Regions from separate parts of the Mus musculus genome. Here all the other regions are linked to region 1. Evidence: chromatin contacts called from public Hi-C, HiChIP or PLAC-seq and Micro-C data. All regions are on one chromosome and are shown on one strand. Each heading gives the region's core, a stretch centred on a gene start, on an enhancer-like site or on the middle of the called end of the contact. The rest is flanking DNA. Distances are from core to core; before and after follow the strand shown. Region 1 has its middle 27 kb from the start of Nsun7. Region 2 overlaps Rbm47 (RNA binding motif protein 47). Region 3 overlaps 9130230L23Rik (RIKEN cDNA 9130230L23 gene). Region 4 holds the start of 9130230L23Rik (RIKEN cDNA 9130230L23 gene).

Region 1 (2,908 bases), core at 364-2,863:
TAGTCTTGAAGTGGACTCTACCACTTCCAGCGTTTGTCAGCAAGGCCCTCATTAGCTCCAGGCTTGAGGCTGACCTTGACAACGGAATTCCTCCTGCCAGCCTGTAGCTAACTTACATGAAGAGCACAGCATCTAAGGATCCTCCCAGACTACATCAGAACTACAGCAGTGGTCCTTGGCAGCCATGCTTCATCTGGATGCCACATTTTTTTTGTTTTTTCTTTGTTTGTTGTTTTGTTTTGTTTTTCAGCCTTCAACCAGACTTTGGGTTAAAGGCATAGGCTGGAAGACATGAACGTGGTCTGGTTCCCTTCCCCACATTTTACTATTCTGAATACCTTTATCCTTTCATCTGTCTCCAAACGCACCTGGAAAAGTATTAACCTAGTGGCCACCCTACACTATAAAACAGAAATGGGAACTAAATCTGGATAAAAGCTTTGGTTTTACCAGCAGCGGCACTTCCATGGTCAGACCAGGAGATGGTAAGATCCAGCAACGGGAAGACAAAAATGATCATTTATTCAAGGGAAAGCCACTCGCTAACCCGGTGGCTCAGCTGAACGCTTATATTTCGGTTGTAACCACCGTTTATGGCCCACGGAGAGAGATCTTTCAGGTAAAGGGTTCAGCTGGCTGTGTAGTAATTACCCCAGGTCTGTCTGATGTTTCTAGTTTGTTATGTTTGTGTAATAATAGTTTAAAGAGGGGATGGGTATCTCCTTGTTTTCTCTTACTTTGAACACAAATGCTGTGGATGAAAACTGGTTGGGTTTCACAGCTGGGTCTATGTTTCTGATTCATAGTTTATTTGATTTTTTTAACAGAAGGTATAATGGATACAGGAGGATTCTTGAAAATAGAAATCATACCCAGGTGGTGATGGTGCACATCTTTAATCCCAGTACTAGAGAAACACAGGCAAGAGGACCTCTGTGAGTTCAAGGCCAGCCTGTTCTATAAAGCAAGTACCCGGACAGCCAGGGCCACACAGATAAGCCCTGTCTTGAAAAACCAAACCAAGGCCTGGAGAGATGGCTCAGCGTGATTAAACGCACTGACTGCTCTTCCAGAGGTCCTGAGTGGGTCCCAGCAACCACATGGTGCTCACAACCATCTGTAATGAGATCTGATGCCCTCTTCTGGTGTGTCTGAAGACAGCAACAGTGTACTCACATATATAAAATAAATAAATCTTAAAAAAAAAAAAGAAAGGAAAACCAAATCAACAAAATATAGAAGCCTTAAGTTCTAGTCCTGATGCTTTCATTTTGACTAGCCACCACTCTCCACTATAGCAGGGCCTATCACTTAATGTGTGTGTTTTCTTCTTTGTAGACCAGGCTAGCCTTGAACCTGAAATCTCATCTCTGCCCCTAGGGTGCTGAGATTATATCTGTGTGCCCCGTACAGCTTAGCCTTGGAACTCTGCCAGCAAAAGGGCCACCTACAGAGTCAATTCTTGACCTTGGATCAGGGCTATGAGCTAAATAAACCCTTTATCTTTATACTGGGAGGAGGAGTGGGCAGGGTGGGGGTGGGTGGGGGTGGGTGGGGGTGGGGCTGACTAGAGAGGTGACTCAGCAATAGAGGGCCTGGGAGGATGACTAGAGAGGTGCTCACCATAGAGAGGACTCGGGTTTGTGTAGAGAACCCAGCTTCAGTTCCTAGAACTCACATGGTGACTCACAAACGTTTATAACTTCAGTTCCAGGGGATCCAATGCCCTTTTCTGGCATCTGCAGGCATCAGACACACAGTGCTACATACATACATACACACATACATACATACATACATACATGAGGCAAACATTATCCATAGTAAGTAAAAATAAGTCTTTAAAAAAATTATTTCATAAAAGCCCAAGGTCCTTATCTTAGATGCCCCAAGCCCAGAGACTGTTAGTTAACCCCCCATGGCTTTCCTCATTCTCTGTTCTTTAAAGTTGCCACAGCCACTTAGTCAGAACAGGTGGATCAGGAAAGCAAAGCCCGATTCTTCACATTCTTAAGCAAGCTTTATTCCTTAAGACTCTGATTTCATAATCTAAGATCAAACATTCACTAGCCAAGGACCAAAACCCATTCTAGTCTGCATGCCACAAGTTGTGAGCCAGCCGACCATTTGCTAAAAAAGAGTTTCTGTATTTATTGTTGAAATATATCAAAAGCATAGCAATATTTCATCACACAAAAATACGTAAAATTCAAATTGCATAATCTCTTTCTTGGAGCATAGCCACGCTAATTTATTTATAGGCTTCTGTTTTTGTTTTTCCGAAGACAGTCTCGCTAGATAAATGGTCCAGGCTGTCTTCAAACTCCTGATCTTCTACTACAGCCCCCAAGTGTGGAAATGACAGATTGTCACCAAGCTCACTGCTTATGAAAGTTGTTGTTGTAGTTGTACAAAGGCAGCACTGGATGTTATGACAGAGACCAGGTGGCCCTTGAAATCTGAAATGTTTAGGAGACTTCGGGAATGTAGCTGAGTGGCCGGAGTCTGAAGCAGATCAATGCTAACACACATACTTGGCACACTTAAGGCCCTGGGTTCAAGCCCCAGCATCCCCATCCTGCTTACAGAATTTACCAGCTGGCTCTATACGGAAAAACGATGACTGAGCCCTGTAGTAAGGTGTTTCACAGGTGGGAAGCCTTTAAAAGTACATAAAATCCATGTTCTGGGGGGCTGGAGAGATGGCTCGGCAGGTAAGAACACTGACTGCTCTTCCAGCAGTCCTGAGTTCAATTCCCAGCAACCAGATGGTGGCTCACAACCATCTGTAATGGAATTCGGTGCCCCTCTTCTGGTGTGTCTGAAGACAGCTACAGTGTATCTTATAAATAAATTAAAAAAAAATAAATCTTTTTTTAAAAAAATAATTCATGCTGGGGAGATGGCT
Region 2 (3,125 bases), core at 104-2,603, 140 kb after region 1:
ATAGCTCATTGATTCTAAAATTAAGAAACTAAGGCCAGGACCCAATGGACTAGCCAAGCTTTGAGCTTAGGTCTTTTGATGCTGTAATCACCCTCCTAGCCCAATGTATCGTTTTAGACTCACATTGCTACAGTAGCCAGGAAAGAGGAAAAAACTGAAAGAGGATGTATCTAAATGTCAATATATGGTGAGTGTAGATGGTAGTCCTCTGGCCTATAGAAGTGTATGTGTGTGTGTGTGTGTGTGAGTGTGTGTGTGTGTGTGTGTGTGTGTGTGTGTGTGTGTGTGTGTGATTTGATTTATCATCAGTGTGCCTGTGTGCACGGGTGAGTGAGGTCCATGGGAGGTTGTTCAGTCCCCTCTCGTTTACTTTCCACCTTCTTCTTTGGAGACAGAAACTGAAGCTTGGGATCTAACTAGGCTGTCAGTCGGCAAGTCCCAGTGGTCCCCCTGTCTCTGGCCCACACAGTACTGGGGTTAACCAGCACAACCCTGGTCTTCATGCTTGTCCATCAAACACTCACAACTACTGAGCCATCTTCCTAGCCTCCTGACTTGTTGTTGATATATACACACACATGCATATACATATATACATACACACATATATAATATAATGTGTGTATATGCTTATGTACACATGTGCACACATGTGTGAGTCACGGTGTGCATTTAGAGTTAACATGTGGTGGTTTTTATCTTCTATTTTGAGACAGGATTTGTTTGCTGACCCTCAAGCTTCTGGGAACTCTTTTGTCCTGCCCCATATGACTGTAGGAGTTCTGGGGTTCTAGAGAGTGTTTCTGTGTCCAGCTTTACCCAGGTTATCAGGATTTGAACTCAGGTTCTAACTTTTGTGTGTGTGGCAAACCCTTCATCCACTGAACTATCTCCCCAGCCTGTATTATATTTTTGGTGGGGTGGGAGAAAAGGAAGGAAATTATGTAAGAGAAACTGGGTGGCCTGCAAATCCCTAAAATAGTTACCATTTGCCTCTTAGCAGAGAAAGCATTTGCTATGACTTGGACTACATTGTTACCCTTATTTGCTATTGTGGTTGTTCAAATTTTGACACAATGTTTCATTATGTAGAGCTTGAAACTCATTATGTAGCCCTGGTTAGCCTCAAACTTGTCACATTACCACACTAAACTAATACTGACCACTTTCCAGGACAGGTCTATATTGGGGGTGTGGGGGGGGGGCACAAGGACAACGAGGCTAGCACACAGTTAAAGCTCTGTGTTCTCTGTGCGTTAGACAATACTGACAGCAGACAAAGGCAAGCAGCCTGGCTGGTGAGAACAGGACCACGGGGACCTGCCACCTCTGTATGTGAAGACTGGGAAGCAGGCTGGGTCTGCAAAGTGAGGCCAGAGGCTGTCCTTGTGCTCTTGGCTTGAGAATTTGATGAGTCACAGTTTCTGGCAGCCCCAAGAATCGAATCTGAAGGCACATTGAAGGTGAAAGATGAGAAATAGCCCGTGGTTGTAGCAAGCCACCGTCTGTCCCAAGCCTTTCGACACTGGAAGGTCTGGATTGAGCGAACAGATAGGGGCCTCTCTGAGGAGGCAAGGCACAGGGCCGTCCTGAGCTAGGGTCTGCACTCAGGGAGCAGCACTGCCAGTCTGGCCCAGACGGCTTCTCTTAATGACTTGGACTTTTCTTCTCTCTGGTGCCTTGAGTCCCCTCTGGTACCAGTAAGCCAGATGTCCAGAGCCCTTGGCTGTCCCCAAACTGCTTTGTCCCTAAACCTGCTCTCTCCTGTGGTACCAAGTGTCCCCATTTAAAACGTTCTTCTTCATTAAGACTCCAGTTTGGGCCTCTGCTCACCATCACCTTTTTTTCTCTCATCTTTGCCGCATCCACTAAAGTTCTGTGTACACAACTACTGTTAGCGTAATCTGACCTGCCGTACCTCTGATAAAACTCCACAGTCAGGATAAGCCAAAGAGGGGGGTGGGGGGAGAGGGAGAGAGAGAGGGGGAGAGAGGGAGAGAGAGAGAGAAGAAACAGAAAAAGACAGGAAGGGAGAGAGGGAAGAAAACACAGGCAGGAGGATAGAAGGAGGAAGGAAAGACAGGTGCAATGGAAGGGCCAGACAGTGCTCAGTACTTAAGAGCCTGTTGCTCTTGTAGAGGACCCGGGTTCGGGTCCCAGCACCCACATGGTAGGTAGCTCACAACCACTTCAGTTCTAGAAGATCTGACATCTTTTTCTGACCTCGTTAGGTACCATACCTACATGTAGGCAAAATGCTCCTATGCATAAAACAAGCCTGAGAGAAAGAAAAAGAGAAAGAAAAGGAAAAAGAAAAAGAAAAAGAAAAAAAAAAGAAAGTTGACTTGCCTTTGCTAAAGGAAATCTTTCCCAAGTGAAAGAGGGGGTGTCTTTCCCTGGTTGCTGTTTTCTGTATTATAGTGATTGGTAATGGGAGGTAGCCCTCTCTTCTTGGCTGTTGGTCAATCTATTTTTTTTGGATTTTGCTGATCATGTAACAGTAGCGTGTATATCTTTCTCCTCTTACTGGATCATTAAAAAACAAAACAAACAAACAAAAAACCAAACCTTCCCCTAATTTGTTTGCTATGGAGTCCAAGATTATTAAGTATACCCAGGGGACGGGGCCATGCTGATGTGGAAACAGGACTTTGGTTTATAACAATGCTCCTGCTTGCTTTGGTTTGCCTGTACCAATTTGGAAAAATTCCCAACTCACCCCCACGGCTGATACTAGGCTCAGCTTAGGCTCGTAGTGGTTCCCCATCAAGGAAGCCGCAGCATCTTACAGCTTTCCTACATGGGACTCCCCAGCTTAGAGCAAGACATCACACAGAGGGAAGCAGTGGTTAGAAAGTCTGCTCGGAGTGTGAGTGTTTGTGGAAGCTTTGGGTAGCTAGTTACACACACAGACACAGACACAGACACACACACACACACACACACACACTTACACTTGGGTTTTACTGCTGCTCATAGCAGAAAGCACAGCTGTGAGACAGCAGGTGAGTGATAGAGGTTGATTCACTGAAATTTAAGACACCAACTATTTGGGGGAACCTGCATCATCCAACAGACCGGAGAAGCCTAATCGCTACAAGCTGAGATTTGGACATCTGACTGAG
Region 3 (2,954 bases), core at 162-2,661, 250 kb after region 1:
CAATTCTTCCATCTGCTGGGTCTCTTGAATGACGCACTCCTCGTTTGACTTGGGAATGTTAAAGTCCTGGGAATCCTGATCTTTGTCCTTTCAAGTAATAAAAAGAGGACAAATTTTCTATTAATCCTCGAACTGTTCCATCTTTATGTCCCTCATACTTAATTTTTTATTTTTTTTCTTTATTTTTTTAAAGATATATTTATTATATGTAAGTACATTGTAGCTGTCCTCAGACACTCCAGAAAAGGGCATCAGATTTCGTTACAGATGGTTGTGAGCCACCATGTGGTTGCTGGGATTTGAACTTGGGACCTTCGGAAGAGCAGTTCTTAACCACTGAGCCATCTCACCAGCCCACTTAATTTTTTTAAAAGCATGTAAATATGTTTGGTCCAGAGAGTGGTACCATTTGGAGATGTGGCCTTGATGGAGTAGGTGTAGCCTTGTCAGAGGGAGCTTGTTGCTGTGGGCGTGGGCTTTAAGACTCCCACTGTGGGCTCCTCCTTCTAGGAGCCAGTCTCCCAGCAGCCTCAGATGAAGATACAGAACTCTTAGCTCCTCCTGCACCATGCCTGTCTGGATGCTGCCATGTTCCTGCCTTGATGATAATGGACTGAACCTCTGAACCTGTAAACCAGCCCCAGCTAAATGTTGTCCCTATAAGAGCCACCTTGGTGGGGCTGGAGAGATGGTTCAGTGGTTAAGAGCACTGACTGCTCTTCTAGAGGTCCTGAGTTTAATTCCCAGCAACCACGTGGTGGCTCACAACCATTTGTAATGGGATCCGATGCCCTCTTCTGGTGTGTCTGAGGACAGCAATCAATCAAAAAAAAAAAAAAAAAAAAAGAGTTGCCTTGGTCATGGTGCTTGTTCACAGGAGTAAAACCCTAATCGAGACAGTGACTGAACATAATAATGGGCTCACTGTGACATTGTCATAATTCATATAATGTATTTTGATCATATTCATCTGCCATGGCTCTAGCTTGTCTCCCCACACTTCCACTAACTCCCTTCCCCTTCTCAGCTTCCTCTCCCAACTTCCTGTCTTTTCCTCTGATGACCCTGCAAGTTTCTTTAGGGTTACTTACATAAGCAAAGGTGAGGGGCTGGTTACTTACAGGAACTTAGACACCTTACAGGCAGCTACATCCCTGAAGAAAACCTCTCTCCATTCTGCAGTCAACCACTCACTGCTTACAGAGCCTCAGGGAGATGGGGCCTCGTGACCTCCACTCATTAATACACTGTTGATGGGCCCAGTCTCGTGCAGGCCCTGTGAAGGTGGTCATAGCCACTGTGAATTCAGAGGCGCAACAGCCATGGGTTCCACAGTAGAACACTCCTTCCTCTGGCTCTTAGGCTCTCCCCACACTCTCTTCTACAGTCCCTGAGCCTTGTGGGTGGTGTCTATGGCTAACCATTCAGTGGTCACGTATTCTCATCACTTCATCTAGATATGAGTCACCGTGCCTATCGCTGTTCATTGCAAAAAGGAGCTCTTTGACACTAAAGCTGACAGCAGCACTAGCCTTGGATATAAAAGCAATGATTTAGAAAGCAATTTGATGGGCACATTGTGTCCATTTTACAAAAACAACAGTAATAGTTCCCCACTGGGTCCCATGAACTCTCCAGTCATGACCTTCTCACCAGCTTTACAATACTAGATCTGAATCCTTTCTGAGGAGCAGGCCTCAGATCACGTCAGGAAGTAATTTACTTCTCTCGTGACAGACTTTCACGGTTGCAAGACTGGGCACATCCAGCTTGGCAAACTCAGCCTTATTATTGTTATTATTATTATTATTTGGTTTTTTTGAGACAGAGTTTCTCTGTGTAGCCCTGGCTGTCCTGGAACTCACTCTGTAGACCAGGCTGGCCTCGAACTCAGAAATCCGCCTGCCTCTGCCTCCCAAGTGCTGGGATTAAAGGCATGCACCACCACTGCCCAGCTATAATAATAATAATAATAATAATAATAATAAGCATTATTATTATTATTATTATTGCTATCATCATTACACTTTTCCAAAGTTGAATTGCTGGCTATGGATAATTATATTTTTCTTTTATTACATTTTTATTCAGATCATAAAGATTTCATTGCTCAAATTTCTATGCTTCTTTTTCTTTTAGTGAAGATTCTGTGATCTCAATTAAATTAAAAAATAATTTCATCATTCAATGCATGTCTAGTATGAGCTGAACTGTGTCCCCTGGGATGATCACCTTTAATTGTCAACTTGATAAAACCTAGGGTCTGGAGAGATGGCTCAGTGGTTAAGAGCACTGACTGCTCTTCCAGAGGTCCTGAGTTCAATTCCCAGCAACCACACAGTGGCTCACAACCACCTGTAATGGAATTCGATGCCCTCTTCTGATGTGTCTCAAGACGGCTACAGTATACTTGCATACATACAATAAACAAATAAATATTTTAAAAAAGATAAAACCTAGAAAGACTGGGAATGTACAACTACCGATGAACAGCAGTATACATTGGGTGGGCATGTCTGGAAGACCCATCCCACTATGGGTAGAGTCATTACCTAAAGCAGGGGGTCCTGAACTGCGTGAGAGTAGAGCAATCGAGCTGAGCATGAGCAAGCAAGTGGGAATGCATGCATTCATTTTTCCCTGCTCTGGGCTGTGGATGTGATCTGACCACTGTCTCAAGCTCCTGCCCTGTCACTTGCCTGAGGTAATAGGCCATAACATGGAATGCTGAGCTAAAATAAAATTGCTTTTTGTCAGAGTATTTTATCGCAGCAATAGGAATGAAACTTGAAATCATTATAAAAATACAAAAGATATGTTGAAGGCCCCAGGCCCTAAGGCTTCTGAATGTGGTTTTATTTAGAAACAGGGTCTTTGGGGAGGCAGCCAAGTTAGAATAAGGTCATGCTGATGTCTGCATCTAGAGACTGTTGTTCTTATGAGAAGAGAATTTT
Region 4 (3,021 bases), core at 261-2,760, 230 kb after region 1:
GACCTTAGTTATTTAATTATATAAATCATGGTGGTGAATTTTAAGTATTTATTACATTATTTTAAATGTATTTCTACTACCTTGCCTTGTCTGTCCTGGAACAGAAGAACCCTGAACTTCTAAGTCCTGTGTCCTCACCCCCCCCCCCACCTCACCTACAGCACCAAAGCTGGAACCGTGACCTCAGTCTTTCCGAGTTGGGAGGGGAGGGGTGGTTGGGAATTAACCAATGTCCCACAGGTATGGCCTTTGTTTGAGAACAGGATGCAAATAAGTTTCACTTCTATGCTTTGCATGGGCTGAACTCCTCGGGGCTGCGGGGCTGCGGAAGGAGGAACAGTCTCCGGACAAACCGAGGAACAGGGAAATGAGCCTTACTTTGTGTGACACCTTGCCTGGCTTCCCACTCCCATTCTCCTCAGTTTGCTTGGAAACTTGACGATTTGACATTTAAAGGTCAACTGGGTTACCTAAAGGGAGAACAGGTTTCCTGTGAAAGCCACTCAGGAATCAGCTTATCAGGTAGCCTCTGGGGCAGGGAGTGGTCTGCAGAAAAGAACATTTAATGGGACAAAGGGAAGGAGGACCTAGCAACAGTTTTGCGGTGAAGCCTTGGGTTGGTGGACGCTGGGAAGAGGAAAAGACAGACGCGGCAGGCGGTAGGAAGAGGGGCGGAGGAACGTGACCCCGTTCAATCCTATTCATCAGAGCTCTGTTGCTCTGATTTTACACAGTTTTGTGAGGAAGTTCACCTCCTCACTCTTCTGTGTCCTCCACAGCGAAATGCCAGGGATAAAGTGAATGAGGAAGTAAAGCCCAGTGCCTGGCACCTGATCCAACCTCAACATTTCCCAGCCCCCCTCGTAGAGGCCTGTGGGGCCCAGGTGTTGTTCCCATCCCCTCCCCTACTCCCACCCCCACCCCACACTTCGCTTCGCCCCGCCCCCGCCCCCAGTATATTGGTCACTCACTTAGGGAACACCAATTGTCAAGTGCCAATCCTGTTTTAGATAGTCTGGTATGCTCACAACTCTTGTGATGTAGGCTCATACAGGTAGCTAAGAGTATGTTGGAAACCTGGCTTCCTGCTTAGCTAGGGGAGACCTGGGCTAGTCACCCGGCTTCCACTTCTTGTCTATGAATCACCATACCTAGCCTGCAAGATTGTTGCGGGGAGAAGCATTGCTTAATTATTTAGTAGCTGAGTAAGTTGCAGGTATTAAACAGGTCTGTGCGACCTTGGGCAGACCACTCCACTCTCTCTGGGTCTTGGTTTCCTCCTTTGTGTATCTTGGGACGGAAGATCTCAGAGGCGGCCGGTTCTAGCCTTCTGTTATTCTATGACAAACAAGATTGTCTGCCTCACTCTGTCCCTGCCTAGCTACACAGAGATTAGACTGTTTGCTTTTGCAACGCTCAGATAGCAAAGACCTTTGACAGCTGAGAAGGCTCCTTCATTCCCTCCCCTTGAACCCAGTTCAAAGCTGTAGGACAAGGGGCACCAGGATTAGAAAAGAAGGCAGAGCACCAGGTGGCAAGATCTGGGTGTGGCGAAAACTGCCTAGAGGGATAGAAGCCATCTAAGGTGAGGACTTACAGGGAGGACGATGGTTGCTTGAGGCCCGGAGATTCTAGTCCCAAACTGGTAGGGCTTGGGGAGATTTCACACACGCCCACGGGGGCACGCGTGCACACACACACACACATACACACACACACGCACACACCAGTTTCAGAAGACAACTTTTTTTTCCTGAATACTGGCTGGATGAGGCAAAAGCTTTTTCTTAAAAAGGAAAGAGGCACTGTAAATGGTTTTTCTAAAGTAAGAGATGGGAGGTTATAGACAACGCTTAGGACTCCTGGCTTAGAGGTAATGAAGGGATAGACTGAAGGCTGATGGGAATAATTCTCCATGCTGTCCTGAGGTCCGTAACTCAGTAATGGCATGCAGGCTGAACACTCTGAGTGTAGTACACTAGACCTTGGCTGAAAGTGGGAAGATTCTCTCTCACCTGTCCCTGGGGAAGATTGGAAGCACTGGCGGCGATTCATCTACAGAATTCCTTGTTCTTTTCCTTCCCTCCCCTCCCCTCCCCTCCCCTCCCCTCCCTTCCCTTCCCTTTCCTTTCCTTTCCTTTCCTTTTCCTTTTTTTTTTTTTTTTTTTTTTTTTTTTTTTTTTTTTTTTTGAGGCAGGGTCTTAGTGTGCTGCTCAGGCTGTCCTGGAACTCACTATGTACACCAGGCTGACCCTGAATCCAATCAGAGCCACCTGCCTCTGCCTCACAAGTGCTGTATTAAAGACAAGCACCATCATACGTGGCTCCAGACCATCCTAGGTCAATGAGACTATACATAAGATTTGTTTGTGTTTGTTTGTTTGTTTGTTTGTTTGAATGGAAAATTTGGAACTGTGTGTAAGGGCTCGTTTTCCATGATGTGTGGTGGTTTTGTTTGTTTGTTTGGTCTTTTTGTTTTGTTTTATTTTTTGTTTTTCCTTTACTTATTTGAGCACACCCTTGTTTTCCCACTGTAATTTTTTTTTATTGTCAGTCAAGGCCAAGGTGCTGCTCTGCAGTTGAGAGAACTCGCTCATTAAGAAGGGTCTGAGCCAGCCGGGCGTGGTGGCGCACGCCTTTAATCCCAGCACTCGGGAGGCAGAGGCAGGCGGATTTCTGAGTTCGAGGCCAGCCTGGTCTACAAAGTGAGCTCCAGGACAGCCAGGGCTATACAGAGAAACCCTGTCTCGAAAAACCAAAAAACCCAAAAAAAAAAAAAAAAAGGGTCTGAGGCCCCAAGCTTTTAAATTCATGAGCTTTGGGTTCTCTTCCTAGCCAGAGTGTCTCTGCTAAATGACCAACCTCCTGGCATTTCCCCATATAGCTTGCCCATTATCAAGATTGCATTTCTTCATTTACCCAAGCTCTAATGTGTGCCAGCAATTCCACGTCTCTCCTTTAGCAAATGTAGTGTTCAAGTTGTTATTTTCCTCTGAAACCTTGCTTTTAGTGTAAAAAAGC

What was found. Hi-C and Micro-C count contacts between places; a contact is called where the count stands out from the background. HiChIP or PLAC-seq counts read pairs in DNA pulled down with a chosen protein or histone mark.
Region 2: a contact with region 1 is called in a Micro-C map of the HL-1 cell line, with 5 times the contacts expected there. The contact joins two enhancer-like sites. A contact is called at or near these places in 2 of 39 promoter capture datasets (embryonic stem cells and macrophages), 3 of 15 datasets of contacts at CTCF or cohesin (CD8 T cells, large pre-B cells and pro-B cells), 98 of 484 Hi-C or Micro-C datasets (the AML12 cell line, the AtT-20 cell line, B cells and 49 more), 19 of 115 datasets of contacts at active chromatin or transcription factors (the HPC-7 cell line, acute myeloid leukemia, bone marrow-derived macrophages and 9 more) and 6 of 9 other capture datasets (adipose tissue, bone marrow-derived macrophages, embryonic stem cells and 3 more).
Region 3: a contact with region 1 is called in a Hi-C map of the G1E-ER4 cell line, with 4 times the contacts expected there. The contact joins two enhancer-like sites. A contact is called at or near these places in 7 of 39 promoter capture datasets (the C10 cell line, cranial neural crest, embryonic stem cells and 3 more), 1 of 15 datasets of contacts at CTCF or cohesin (the NIH/3T3 cell line), 27 of 484 Hi-C or Micro-C datasets (the C10 cell line, the C2C12 cell line, CD4 T cells and 9 more), 8 of 115 datasets of contacts at active chromatin or transcription factors (embryonic stem cells and large pre-B cells) and 4 of 9 other capture datasets (adipose tissue, embryonic stem cells, liver and 1 more).
Region 4: an H3K27ac HiChIP or PLAC-seq map of embryonic stem cells shows a contact between it and region 1, with 3 times the contacts expected there. The contact joins the promoter of 9130230L23Rik here to the enhancer-like site in region 1. A contact is called at or near these places in 10 of 39 promoter capture datasets (the 3T3-L1 cell line, the C10 cell line, cranial neural crest and 5 more), 2 of 15 datasets of contacts at CTCF or cohesin (large pre-B cells and pro-B cells), 12 of 484 Hi-C or Micro-C datasets (the C10 cell line, bone marrow-derived macrophages, brown adipocytes and 6 more), 5 of 115 datasets of contacts at active chromatin or transcription factors (all in embryonic stem cells) and 4 of 9 other capture datasets (adipose tissue, bone marrow-derived macrophages, liver and 1 more).

Annotation. Positions count from the first base shown.
Region 1 is chr5:66,231,301-66,234,208 of GRCm38.p6, reverse strand. No RefSeq gene overlaps it. Among named protein-coding and RNA genes, the nearest start is that of Nsun7, 27 kb to the left of the region's middle. Within about 2 kb of position 1,613, at least 29 of the 459 cell types and tissues checked have an H3K27ac peak or open chromatin away from gene starts, as enhancers often do. A contact at or near this core is called in the G1E-ER4 cell line, the HL-1 cell line, embryonic stem cells and 1 more, where this site is marked.
Region 2 is chr5:66,088,564-66,091,688 of GRCm38.p6, reverse strand. All of the region lies in intron 3 of Rbm47 (RNA binding motif protein 47), which reads left to right. Among named protein-coding and RNA genes, the nearest start is that of Gm26725, 61 kb to the left of the region's middle. Within about 2 kb of position 1,353, at least 107 of the 459 cell types and tissues checked have an H3K27ac peak or open chromatin away from gene starts, as enhancers often do. A contact at or near this core is called in the G1E-ER4 cell line, the HL-1 cell line and granulosa cells, where this site is marked.
Region 3 is chr5:65,985,103-65,988,056 of GRCm38.p6, reverse strand. 9130230L23Rik (RIKEN cDNA 9130230L23 gene) reads left to right here. Exons shown (of 7, transcript NR_027961.1): 7 at 1-129. Among named protein-coding and RNA genes, the nearest start is that of 9130230L23Rik, 18 kb to the left of the region's middle. Within about 2 kb of position 1,411, at least 21 of the 459 cell types and tissues checked have an H3K27ac peak or open chromatin away from gene starts, as enhancers often do. A contact at or near this core is called in the G1E-ER4 cell line, where this site is marked.
Region 4 is chr5:66,002,774-66,005,794 of GRCm38.p6, reverse strand. 9130230L23Rik (RIKEN cDNA 9130230L23 gene) reads left to right here and starts at 1,510. Exons shown (of 7, transcript NR_027961.1): 1 at 1,510-1,585.